Regions from separate parts of the Rattus norvegicus genome. Here region 1 is linked to region 2. Evidence: chromatin contacts called from public Hi-C data. All regions are on one chromosome and are shown on one strand. The core of a region is the stretch at or near the end of the contact, and the rest is flanking DNA. Distances in the headings are between cores, read along the strand shown.

Evidence for each region. Hi-C and Micro-C count contacts between places; a contact is called where the count stands out from the background.
Region 1: a Hi-C map of Schwann cells shows a contact between it and region 2, with 20 times the contacts expected there. The contact joins the promoter of Vta1 here to the enhancer-like site in region 2. A contact is called at or near these places in 2 of 12 Hi-C or Micro-C datasets (Schwann cells and mammary epithelial cells).

Annotation. Positions count from the first base shown.
Region 1 is chr1:10,899,401-10,903,079 of GRCr8, forward strand. It overlaps Vta1 (vesicle trafficking 1), which reads right to left and starts at 1,335. Exons shown (of 8, transcript NM_001398685.1): 1 at 1,198-1,335. The coding sequence starts at 1,309. LOC103690921 (a long non-coding RNA gene) reads left to right here and starts at 1,397. Exons shown (of 4, transcript XR_010058835.1): 1 at 1,397-1,523.
Region 2 is chr1:10,434,157-10,438,323 of GRCr8, forward strand. No RefSeq gene overlaps it. Among named protein-coding and RNA genes, the nearest start is that of Trnaa-agc27, 37 kb to the right of the region's middle. Within about 2 kb of position 2,510, at least 12 of the 93 cell types and tissues checked have an H3K27ac peak or open chromatin away from gene starts, as enhancers often do.

The sequences.
Region 1 (3,679 bases), core at 85-2,584, 460 kb after region 2:
CTATGCTACTGTGGTACTCCTGTTCCCCTTCCTGACTGAGTTTATATGATGCACGAGTACAGTCCAAGCACCCTCCTCCTCTCAGTAGTCCTACAAAGTGCTTAGGAAGGCTTGGCAATAGGTAAAAGGGCTCAATAACTACCTGCTGTATGGCTTTGTTTGAGGAACTTAGAGCAAGCATGGTGGAAACAACACCCTCACGCTCTTTATGAAAATGGGCTATAGTCACCTTGTGGCTTGCAGAAGAGGTGACAATTCAGATCTTAAATCACGTGGAGTATGGCAATTATTGGTGGAGGGAGGATATCCTTGCATACGTGAGAAATGAGGTACATGCTGAGAAGGGAAGGGTTGACTTTGTCCAGATTTCTACTAACAATGTCTTTACAATGCCCATAAGAGGGGACACATCATATTGAGTTTCTCTATTCTGTAAGTTGTTTAGAAACTCAGAGGTAGCACTGCCATTTCTTGCAACAAAGATATGAATATAATATTCAAAATATAATTTACATAAAATCACTAGTCCTACCCACTTCATCAACTCTAAACGTCTGAATGGAGTTCAGCCTGTTCCCTCTTCAGCGGCACAGCATTATTATAATACATCTCAAATTAAATATTTTTATTAAACTTCTTAACTTTCAGGATAGCTAAAGGATGACTGAAAATTCTTATTGGTGATAACGAGGTGTACAGAAAACAAATTAAAAAAAAAGTCAAATTCAAACTTTCAGTAGTAGACACTGTCCACTGAACTGTTTATGGGTTTTGGAACAAACCTGAAAGCTGTCGAGAGATTAATGTCCGGTTTTTGTTATGTTTTCTATTAGTCTCCCTTCCTACTCATCTCTGGGAAACCTACAAGCGTTTCACCCCATCTCAAAGGCTCGACTGTCGAGGTTATCATTCCCAGAAGACAGATAGCTTTGGTGTACACACAGAAAAGCCGGGGTGGGGTGGGGGGCGTGTGCAGAGTACCCAGGAGTGGCTGGAGTCAATCCCAAGGCATTTAGCAGGAAAGGTGAGGGACCGGGGACGGGGGTGGGGGCACTCTGGTTCTTGGGGTTTCCCGGGGCGAGCCAGAGGTCAAGGCTCAGGTCTAAAGCCAGGGGGCGGAGCGGGCCTCAAAAACGGAGGGAGACGCGGGGCTCGGGGAGTAACCGTGCGGGAGGGCGGCGACTCGGAGAGACTCACAGTAGTAGGCCACCACAGGATCTCGCTTGTCATGCTCCTGCGCCGTTCTCAAATGGTGCTGTATGCTCTTAAACTGCGCGGGCAGCGGCGGCAGCGGGGCCAGCGCAGCCATCTCCACTCCCGGAAGCGCCACTTCCTACTAGCGGGTCACAGACACTTCCGCTTCCGCCTTCTAGCGCGGCAATACCCACCCACACTTCCGTTGCCGAGATGCTTGTCTGCGACGGATGCCCGAAAGAGACAAACTTTGCTGCCTGGCTCAAGGCAGTTTAAATGTGAAGAACGTGAGTCTTCTATGTTGCACACTCCTCCAGCGCTCTCTGCTGGTAAGAGGAAGATAGCGCTTTTTAATTTTAACTTTTATTTTTGTTTGTTTGTTTTCATGGAACAAAAGGCAAAAAGAGGAAAGGGGAAAATAAGAACGTAAAGGACATTGACTGGGAGAAAGGAAAACTCCCCCTCCCCTCTCTTTTTCTCGTGTGTGTGTGTGTGTGTGTGTGTGTGTGTGTGTGTGTGTGTGTGTGTGTGTGTTTTGTTGGAAACATTCTAGGCAAGCAGTATATACCACTAAGCTACCTTTTCAACTTTTAATTTTTCCTTCCTTCCTTCCTTCCTTCCTTCCTTCCTTCCTCCCTCCCTCCCTCCCTCCCTCCTTTTTTTTTTTTTTTTTTCTATGAGACTGAGTCCCACAAAGTTGTCAAAACAGGTTTTGGACTTGTCAAAACCCTTTCCCCAGGGCTTCCCAGTTAGTAGAGATTACAGTCGTTTTGCTTATAGATGGCGCACAGTGGGTTTTGGGGGATGGGGGTGGGGAAGGTGTCATTAATTTTAATAGAACAAATGATCACAAAATAAAATTTTATACACTCACACACAAAAAAGTATACATTGTAGCCTTTCTAGAAACTGTAGAGAGATATTGGAAACATATATGTAAAGGAAATTGGAATTGGAAGCCACCATTGCTTTTAGTTTAGGAGTTTTAGATTCGTATATGAGAAATACTTTGAATACTATATTAAAATTTGCATGTTGAAATATTGGACTAAATAGGCAGTCCTTTTCAAACATGAAAGCTAAACATAATGTGAACTAATACAAATCAAATACTTTCTCTGATCTAGCTCGTGTATGTTTTAGTGAACCAAATTGATTCATGGAGGAAGATGATGAACTTTAGGGAAGTGTTAGTCTATCTTAATACTTGACAAGATAGAGTCCTGGAGATTCAGCACTTCCGACTCATGGTATTTTAATATAATTTTAATATTAATAAATATATATTATATTTCCTCCTCTCCATTCCATAGTATCATTTCATTTAAACTTTTCTTTCCTTGCCAATATTGGTTTATAATGTTCCTTTGCCTTATGTGGTTTCCCACCAGAGTAATACTGGTATCACTGAAAGAACTTGGTAATGTCACTTCCCTTTTTATTCATGGAACAGTTTGAGAAGTATTGATGTAGGCTCTTCCATAAAAATTCACTAGAATTCAGTAGTGTCAGGAGTGGTGGTACACACCTTTAACCCCAGCATTCTGGAGGCAGAGGTAAGTGGATCTCTGGGGTCTGGGAAAATATGACCCATGGAGGGAATTCCAAGACAGCCAGGGCTACAAAGAAAAACCTGTCTTGGGGGAGTGAAAGGGCATCCACTAGTAAACACTACTAGTCCTATTATTTATTTATCTATTTATTTATTTGTTCTATCTTTGTGGAAAGACTTTTAAAAAATTGCTTCATTTTCATTTTCATTCCTGGTTATAAACCTTTTAACGTTGTCTAATTTATGTCTAATTTTGGTAAGTTATATAAGTCTCGAAAATTTCCTTTAGATTTTTCAGTTGCTTTCTTTGAATATAAGTTTCTGAAATATTCTCTAATGACTCTGAATTTCATTAGATTCTTCTCTAATAACCTGTTTTACATCTCTAATTCTGGTTTCTCTCTTGGTTAATTTTGTTGGAAGTTTATTAATCTGGTGTATCTTTTCAAAGAACAACATTCTTCTGAACTGATATAATGGTTCTCTTGTAGCCTCTGGTTCTTAGTTTCTGCCCTGTCCTCCATGCCTGCTTCTTTGGGATTTTTCCCTGGTATGTTTAAAGGATGCTCCTAGGTTATTGAGTAGTGATCTCCTTGAATTTTTTTTTTTTTAATGTGAGTACTTAGAGCTTTATACTTTCCACTATATAGTTTCACACTTTCTAATAGCTACTGTCTTCTCTGTGGCTCAGAGTTCTGGTAAGTTGCGCTGTGGTTGTCACTTGATCCTAGAGATTAAAGTTTCTTCCTTGTTTCTTTAATGACTCACTGTTCCTTCTAGAGTGCATTGTCCAGGCTTTACATATTTGTGGTTGTTTCTAGTTTTATTCCATGGTCTCACAAGATACTACAAATTATTTCAATTCTCTTGTATTTACTTAGACTCACTTTACGACATATAATATGTCCTATGATAGAAAAAATTATGCAGGAT
Region 2 (4,167 bases), core at 1,260-3,759:
CACATACACACACATACACACACATACACACACAGACACACACTTACACACACATACACACACAGACACATACATACACACACACATACACACACAGACACACACAGACACACACATACACACAGAGACACACACATACACACACATACACACACATACACACACATACACACACAAACACACACATACACACATACACACACATACACACACAGACACACACATACACACACATACACACACAAACACACACATACACACATACACACACAGACACACACAGACACACACATACACACACATACACACACAGACACACACATACACACACACATACACACAGAGACACACACATACACACACTTACACACACAGAGACACACACATACACACACAGAGATACACACATACACACACATACACACACATACACATACACACACATACACACACAGACACACACAGACACACACATACACACACATACACACAGAGACACACACATACACACACTTACACACACATACACACACATACACACATACACACACATACACACACATACACACACATACACACACAGAGACACACACATACACACACACATACACACAGAGACACACACATACACACACTTACACACACACACTTACACACACATACACACACAGACACACACAGACACACACAGACACACACTTACACACATACACACACAGAGACACACACATACACACACAGACACACACTTACACACACACACACACACACTTACGCACACACAGACACACACAGACACACGTACACACACAGACACCCACAGACACACACATACACACACATACACACACATACACACACAGACACACATACACACACACAGACACACATACCACATACACACACATACACACACAGAAACACACATACACACACACACACACACACACCCCACATCCTGAGTACTCCCATCCTCCTCTGTAACCTCTGCTTCTCTTATGTTTTTCCATCTTATTCCCTATAAACCTTTTTCCCACATTCATATCTCTCTTTACGTCCCTTTGGGTTTGACAAGGGTCAGCTGTGTGGCCTCGGGACTGAAACTATCCGTTGGAACCCGTGGGTTCACCATCAGGTGCACAGTTGACTCAGGCTCCTCCAGTGTCTGTAGTAGATAGTTCAGCCCTAAGCAACTGTATGACGTCAGTTCCTCCCAGATCCATGACTGATTTCAGCGTTGGCCTGTCTTGCACAGCTTCAGTGTAGGTAACTGTAGATGCCGTGAGTTCACGACTGCATTACCGTGATTGTAGAGGATGGGTTTTCACTGCCTGTCTCCTTCCCGTCCAGTGTCTACATTTCTCTCATCCCCTCTTCTTCAGTGTTTTCTGAGCCTCGAGTGCATAGTAAACTGACTCGTCTAGATTTGAGCTCTAGTTCTTCCCTTGTCTCAGCAATTCACTTCAAGGGAAGACTTGTCAGACTAGGCTTAGGAGGAGAGCTATTAGGGAAAAAAGCACAAAAGCACCAGCCTAGCTATTTCGAAGGCAGTTAGACATCACATCTATTTAGCTGAGCATAAGTAATACTTTCCTGTAAGCCTATGGCCTCCTGAGGCATGACGTTTAGTCCAGTCAGGCTTACAGTAGGAAGCATAGACTCCGGTCTTTGGCGCGGTCTGCAGATCTGGTCAGGGAATATCATAGTCCTGCCTCTATCATGTGTATGGCCTTTGTACCTGGCATGCTGGTACTGCAGTTTGTAGAGTTTGCCGCTGGGTAACACTGCTTTGGTTTCTCACATTCGCTTGGAACCTGTCACTTTACTAAGCTGGCCTAGGGAGAAGTACCAAGCACTGAGTTTGCAAGTGTGTGCTATTGCACCCTGATTTTTTTTTCTTCTGGAATCTGGGGATGCAATTCCCATCCCTGTGACTTTGCTGACCAGAGCTACCTGCGCACCTCCCCAAAGAACTTTCCTTTGTGACTCTGCTTAAAGTGGATAAGCAATATGGTTGATATTAAATCCATTTACCACCCCGTTTTAACAGCCCTTGCTCACGTGCCTTGTTCTATACGCTTAAATCCTGAAAGACTTGATCTCAGCCAAAGGCGGGCACATTTCCGGAAGCCTCCCGATGCTTTCCGTAAGTGGGCTGTCAATCAGGAGCTTTGGCTTAGGATGCAAATGTCTGCCCTTTCAAGCTTCAGAGCTCTGTGGGTGGTGCCCTTAGGAAGTGCTCTCAGCTGGGTGACTCGCAAGTTAGAATCTGTCCTACCCCACCCTATAGAATCCACTCCCGGGCTCTGTTATTTTTGCTTCTACTCTTACACCGCCTTTCGAGCTTTAAAATAAGTGTGTGTTCATTATTCCTTCAAGCCCCACTGCACAATATCCAAAGGGACCAATTCAGTTCCCAAACCGCCACGTATTTATTCGCACCGCAAACGTAAACAAGGGAGAGAGGCCGAATGAATGCTTCGTTTTTTCCAACCTACTTTGACACTTTAGAGGTGAATATTGATCTTTTCTTGTTTCCACCAACCTTCAGCAGCTACCTGGATGGAAGGAAGACAAAGAGGCTTTTTTTCAGTCCTAAGACGAATTGCTCTCCCCTACGTTTTGCTTCATTGTATCATATACATGCGGCTTCTGGGACAGATTGCAAGCTTGCAGAAGGAGGGGAGTTTGTTATGAAACAGGAAGTGAGAGTCGGGAGTAGCATGTGTCAAGCGGGGCCTGTGGTTTCTATTTAAGTGACAGAATCAGCTCTGGAGATGAACTTGAGAGAGGAGACAGTCTTTCCTAGGTGCAAAGTCATTGCTTTTCTGAATTATATGACTGATACATTTTTGTGGAACAATAATTTTTTTTGAAATTACTTTGAAGCTCACATTGCCAAGAAAGCCAGACTGCCCTTCCCTCATAACTCTATGACATCACCCAGTTAAATCATTTTTCAGGGAACATCTATGTTTTGCTCTTCCTACTCAGTATTGTCTAATGTTCTTCCCCGAATCCACTGGAAAATTAGACTCTTTTTGTTCAGGTTTAAGCTGCAATGTTATCACTTCTGCCCATCCACGGCTGGCCTGTTTTGAGAAAAATTCTAATTTTAATTTTAGCAGTGGCGTGTTATGGCCGTGTGTGTGTGTGTGTGTGTGTGTGTGGTGTGTGTGTGCGTGTGCAAAGAATCCTTTTTTTGGTTTGCAGTGAGTCACAGTTTTAATACTTTGAAAGGCTCTCCACAGGCCGCTTTCTCACGTGTGAGTGTCCTCACTTTGAAATAGCGGCTGATGCAATTTTGAAGTTAGATCCTCTGCAGAGAGCACAGGGAGAAGAAACAGGGAAGGAATTTGGTTAGAGGTCTCGGATAAGGTAAGATTCTATTGCAGCCTCCCTGTCAACTTCAATGACACAAAGACAGTGCTTGTCCCTGATCCCAGTCAGGAGACAGACCCGCAGCAGGGACCATAGAAGACTGCCAACTTTTTCTATGTTACAGTGTTAAAAATATACTTCAATGTCATTCTTAGAGCTTTCATACACAGAGGACTCTCTGAGCATTCGTGCGCTTCTCAAAGCACGTTATGGATAAATTAATAACAATTTTCAGGTTACATTTTCGGGACGCAGCGCTGCATTTCATTTTCATCTCAACGGTGACTGAGTTCTTCTTGCCTGTTACTGAACACTTTACCCAGAGGCAGGGAAAACTGCTTTGGCCCATCAAAAACATATGACTCATCGAATTATTGAAATGCAGCATTTATTGAGTCTCTACTATTTAATGAGTACTCTCTTAAAATGACATATTAAAACACTATTTAAAATTCTCTACATTCATTTACTCATATGCTTGTCCCTCCTTTGTGGAATAAACAGTGGACCTTGGAGATATAAACACCCATAAATGTAGGCGCTCTCCCCCCCCCCCCAATCCAGTAGTCCATTCAGGAAAAGCATAAGAAAAATTATGCTCACTGTAAATACTACTATGTTGGATGGGAACAGAAGGGATAGGTGGTCTCACAAGAGGGCCCCTTTCATTCTTTACAGGCAGGGGAAGCCGAGGGTCAGGAAGTTCTCTAAGAGTTAAGAACTGTTAAGGCAAGAACAGATCGCAGGGCATAGCAGTGGTCAGTCTGACCAGTCCCATAGAGCACT